Linked DNA regions of Gossypium arboreum: region 2 is linked to region 1. Evidence: chromatin contacts called from public Hi-C data. All regions are on one chromosome and are shown on one strand. Each heading gives the region's core, a stretch centred on a gene start, on an enhancer-like site or on the middle of the called end of the contact. The rest is flanking DNA. Distances are from core to core; before and after follow the strand shown.

Region 1 (3,040 bases), core at 350-2,849:
AATGTATCAACTGCCATCACTTGTCAATCTACTATTAACCCAAAAATGGAGGGGAAAAAAACTCAGAGAGATCGTCTCAATTAAGCCTCAAGTTGTTGATACGATCTGCTTTGTAAAATTGATAAAGTTGAAAACAAGGTTTTAACTTTCAATTTAATTAATGAATTGGCTTTGGTTCAAACCCATATAAACACTAAAATATTATTTTTCTTCATCAATTTTTTAAATATAAAATCTTTTACCTTGGTTCGAGTCTATATGAATGTAGGAAATTTTTTTATTTTATTTCTATTATAGGAAAATAGGTACCAAACATGTTATCATATTTTCATTATTTAAAACAATTTTTATTTCTTGTTTTCAATATTTAAAAATAGAAAATGAAAATTAGAAAATAAAATGAATATATTTTCATGACGGAGCTTAGGTTTTTTTTCCTTCTCTCCCTAAAGACAGCTTTAATTTTTCATATTACCATTTTATATCTGTATTTTATTATGAATTATCTTGTACTGCTTGTTTTCTATTTTTACACAAATATAGATTGATTTTGTGTACATGTGTTTTTTAATTAAATCCAATAATAAGTTTGTTCTTTAAGAAAATTAACATCAGTTCATCAATGTTTTTGGTGATAGAAATTTTTATGCATACAGTTGTTAATTTGAATTGCTTCTTAATTTTTTTCATTTACATATTTAGTTACTTTAGATTGGTTCAAGGTAACAGAAAAGTTAATTGTTCCCAGATTTTAAGATAGCGGGAAAGCATGGGCCTGTAATACTCTACCTCTTTTTTCAGGCCCATGTAGGTGTTGCTCTATTGAATGCAGTGCCTCCAACTAAAAGTGAGAGCTCATCGGGAACATCTAAAGATGAAAATACGAAGTCATTGAAGTCGAAATCTAAGCCCACTGTAGAAGCAACGGGCAATTCAGAAGCCTCTTCAAAAGGAAAGGTAGTCCCCAGATCAGAATCTAGCAACAATGCAACCAGTAACCGGCATCTTAATGCTGCAGAGAAGCATCGACAGAAGCTGAAGAAGATGATGGATGAGCTGAATGAGGAGGGTGATGGTCGCTCTGCTCCTATTGTCAAACTGGGGGATGCCTCAATGGCATCACCATTTACTGCAAAGCATGCATCAGTTGCCCCAACCACTGACATAATTCGTCAAGGACGCAGTACCCTTGTGACTACCCTTCAAATGTTCAAGATACTCGGCCTTAACTGCCTTGCTACAGCCTATGTTTTAAGTGTGATGTACTTGGATGGTGTCAAGCTGGGTGATGTTCAGGCAACTATTAGTGGTGTATTTACAGCTGCTTTTTTCCTGTTTATCTCACACGCTCGCCCACTACCCACCCTTTCAGCTGCACGGCCCCACCCGAATATTTTCTGCTCCTATGTCTTCCTTTCTCTCATGGGACAGTTTGCTATGCACCTGTTATTCTTGATCTCTTCTGTGAAAGAGGCTGAGAAACACATGCCTGAGGAATGCATTGAGCCAGAATCAGAGTTTCACCCTAATCTAGTGAACACAGTTTCATACATGGTGAGCATGATGCTTCAGGTAGCAACATTTGCAGTGAACTACATGGGTCATCCTTTCAACCAGAGCATCCCTGAAAACAAACCATTCTTGTATGCTCTTGGAGCTGCTGCTGGTTTCTTTGTGGTTATAACTTCTGATATATTTAGGGATTTGAATGATTGGTTGAGCTTGGTTCCTTTGCCTGTGGGATTGAGGGATAAGCTCTTGATATGGGCTCTACTAATGTTTCTGTGCTGCTATGCTTGGGAGAGGTTGTTAAGATGGGCATTCCCTGGTAAAATCCCTGCTTGGAGGAAGCGCCAACGTGTGGCTGCTGCTAGTTCTGAGAAGAAGCTGGTCTAAGTGAACAGAGAATTCTCCCTCTGCTAATGATTTTGGAAAAGGCTGACACCGGTCAGATTATTATATTTAGTGAATTAGCTCAAAGATATGCAACTCTTTTTTTATTTATTTGATATTTGTTAAATCATGTTTTGCTTACTCCTTTAGGACGTGGAATCTGTCAAATGGTATTTTGCTCATAGAATGAGGGGGTTATTCTTTACGAAAGCATAAACTTTGATTTTGTTATTTTTGCAAAGCCGACTTGAAAGAATAGTTGTTTCAACACTTAAAAGAAAAACAAATTGTAGTTGAGCTCATAAGCCATATTTTGATTAGATTTATTGAATTATAGCAAGTCGGATACAGAAAATAATTTATCTTATTGATGTGTTGCATCCAATTTCTTAGGATAATGTTTTCTTCTGCTGTCAGGTCAATCTCATCCTCATGTGAAATGTATGAAGAGCAAAATTTTATAGTGTCTACTGATATGTTATTGTTGTCTAATAATGCATCATCATAGGTAAATTGAGAGAAGAAAGATCATTATTGTTTGGAATGATGATTTTGTATATGTATATATATATATATTTTAGCTTAATCTTCTGCGGAAAGGGATGATTTATGCTTTTATGGTGTTATTTGTCCACATTATTCTAAATCAAATTTGTTTTATTTTTTTTGGCCAGACATTTGTTCTAGTCACCTGCATTGCTTGATATTCATATATTTATTTCTATCTATACTATTATTTAAATTGTATCTTGAATTAATCGGGCATTACTTTAGTTAAGAAAATATTAAACTATCTTTTGTATTTAAAATTGGTTATATCATTTAAGGTTGGATTAATTTTGTTTTTTTTTAAAAGAAAAATGCATATGACGAGATTTCAACTTCTAACAGATCGAAAATGCTTTGAATTTAAGGTTTAACTAAAGTTTTATTTTAATATTTTTTACATTTTAATTTTATTTTGCACATTTTATAACATCCATTAATTATATCTGTATATTATTATTTAGATCCCTAATTGAATTTTATATAATAATTCATTTGGACATTAACTCGGTTAGAGAAGTTATTAAAATATTTTTCTTATTCAAAATAAGTTTTATTATTCAAAGTTACTTTAATCTTTTTATTGAAAATAATATAAAAA
Region 2 (2,770 bases), core at 252-2,751, 220 kb after region 1:
AATGTTTACCTCGTCACCAACAGGAACATATATGGGTTGGTTACCTTAGGACGTATAAACGATAGTCATCACCAAGCCCACGATTGCAGCAGAAGTAGACAACTATTGATTGATGCTGACCTTGAGTTTGTGGCCCGACACATCTCTCGATATAACGTGGACAATACGAAAGATCCCCAACTTAGTTTCCTGCAATCATTAAAGTCCACTAGATATAGTAGCCACCTTACGTGCACCAAATTTTGAGATTTTTCAGGCATTAAATTACCCCCGATTAACCTTATGATGTATGCTTGGGTGTATTGTTATATCACCTCCTCCATTCGGTTTTTAGGGTCTTCAGGAAGCTCGTCGAAATTATCCTTCAACTAGTTCATCGATATTCGACCACCTTTGAACTTGTCCAGGACCTTCCCCAACAGTGATCGACAGAAGGTCACTTTGGCCAAAATGATCCCAGATCCCATGATGACTGGACCATCTATTAGTAGACTGAGTTGTAGCACCACGTCTTCGAGTGTGATTGTACACTCATCGCATGGAAGATGGAAAGTGTATGTTTCGAGCCTCCATCTCTCCACCAATGCACTAATTAGTTGCAAATTGAGTTTGCAGCCCCCAGACATGTTAGACGCATATAAGAATCTAGCTACTTGCAGGTGGCCACGAATTTTAGGAATTGCATGCTTTCCTATATTATGGATGAAGCCCTCTAGAACACGATCATCTGCCTATTTACACACACACAAAAATATAATTATAATAAAAAATTAAATTTAACATTATTGAAATTAATAAAATTTAAGTTTCGGTCTTACTATTACTAATTGGCAGCGAAAATGTGCTTATCGTCGAAGCCAATTAATGAGGCGACCATTCGTAAGAAATCAGTTTAAAAGAATAAAAACGAGATAATTAAAAAATGAGAGAGTTGAGAGACTTGAGAGGGTTTGAGAGAATTTGACAAAATTGAGAGAGTTGAGAGAAGGATATGAATGAAAAAAATAAAATTTGAAGGGTATTTATAGGGTAAAAAAAAGTTACTGTCAGAGTTTTATTTTTTTTACCGTTTGCGGCAACGTTCAAAAAGGTATTGGGATTTGACCGTAACTGGATACGTTTTTTAAAAAATCGGCCTATAACCCTAATTAAAATTAAAACCGGTCCAAAACTCTAATTTAATAAAAAAGATTGGCCTATAAGCCTTATTTTGCCATATTTAGTAATTTAATTTTATATTTGGGTAATTAATTGGGTTAGGTTTTTTTAAGGTAATTTCGGTGATTTATTGAAATTAAGTAATTTGGTTATTTTATAATTAATGATTTAATTTTATATTTAGATTTAAATAAATAATTAGATTGAGTTATTTTATAATTTAATAATTAGTAAAGTTATTTTATGTTTGTGTTGATTTAATACGAGTAATTGGGTTTTAGGTTAAATTTAATGCTTAATGAATCGCATAAATTAAATAAGCTAATGGGAATAAATCAAATTAAACCGATCTGGGATGAGTTTGGCCCCCGTTTTTCTCGTTTTGTACCTTTCTAATGAAAGAGATTTGTTCACAAACAAAAAAGAATGGAGGGATAGGCTACGCCTTTGACAAAACGTACTGGAGAAGTCATAAAATTCAAAATTAACCAGCCAGTGAAAGAGCGCCACGTTTCCAACATACCTGCACTAATACAACGACGAACACAAAACCAAAGTTGAATTTCGAAATTAATTTCTTATTACAAAAAAGCATTTACTAAAATTAGCGCTTTCCCTTCTGTTTTTCTTTCCCAGTCTCCAATTGATCTGCGTCTGTCCGATCCGACTCAACTGGTGATTCTGCAAACTGAAACTTCACAAATTTTGAACTTCTCCTGAGTGGCGGTTCTGTAATTAAGCGGAAATGGGTCCCTTTACGGAGTTTTGGGAGGGTTTCACTGGTTGTTTGGTGGACTGAGATTTGTAAAGGTTTCCTTGTTGCTATTGATTTTTAGGGATATTCTGAACTTAATTTGTTCATTTCCGCTGCTAGAATTGGAAAGTCAAGGGTTCTGTTGTGGAATTTGAAATTTAGGGTTTCTCTTCTCTTGTGAGCTTTGCCAGTTTGTTGAATTCTTACTGAAAGATCTAATTTTAAGCTTAAATAATAGGGCTTGGTTACATTGTATGAAGAAATAGGATTTGTATTAGGCGAGAAATGTTTTATTCACAGTTTATATTGGCGAAGAAAGGTCCATTGGGGACGATATGGATAGCTGCCCATCTGGAGAGGAAACTCCGCAAGAATCAGGTGGCGGATACGGACATCGGTGTTTCTGTTGGTTAGTACCTTTCAAGTCTACTTGTACTTAATCTATCCTTTTCCACTTAATAGAGCAATATCTTAGTCTTCTTAAGGTTAGATTAATATAGACTGTGTGGATATGTTCTTCTTTTATGCTGAATCAGAATTTATTTATTCACTCTTTGGTTATTGCTTGTGCTACATTGAACTGCAATCTTTCGGGTGAGAAATTTATATGATTTTACTTTAATACGAGAAGCATATTTACTTCATAATTGGTACTGCTTTTTCAGTCATTGTTTCCTTTTTTTAATCAATTATGATTTTGCATATTTCCGATTTAGTTTTAACTACTTTATGAGGAACTAAATAGCAAGAAGTAGTTAGAATTTCCTTTCTTATTTGTCCTAGTAGTATGCTCTTTTCTTTTCTTGACATTTGATTTATTAAACCAACATCTGGAATTAATGATGGTCATGCATAGTT

The links. A called contact is a pair of places that touch in the nucleus more often than the background predicts.
Region 2: a Hi-C map of leaf shows a contact between it and region 1, with 3 times the contacts expected there. The contact joins the promoter of LOC108456858 here to the enhancer-like site in region 1. A contact is called at or near these places in 2 of 5 Hi-C or Micro-C datasets (both in leaf).

What each region holds. Positions count from the first base shown.
Region 1 is chr13:95,664,307-95,667,346 of ASM2569848v2, forward strand. LOC108456752 (probable manganese-transporting ATPase PDR2) reads left to right here. Exons shown (of 22, transcript XM_053023717.1): 22 at 802-2,251. The coding sequence ends at 1,896. Among protein-coding and RNA genes, the nearest start is that of LOC108456752, 12 kb to the left of the region's middle. Within about 2 kb of position 1,600, at least 1 of the 2 cell types and tissues checked has an H3K27ac peak or open chromatin away from gene starts, as enhancers often do. A contact at or near this core is called in leaf, where this site is marked.
Region 2 is chr13:95,881,105-95,883,874 of ASM2569848v2, forward strand. It overlaps LOC108456858 (sister chromatid cohesion 1 protein 4-like), which reads left to right and starts at 1,502. Exons shown (of 16, transcript XR_001867026.2): 1 at 1,502-2,321.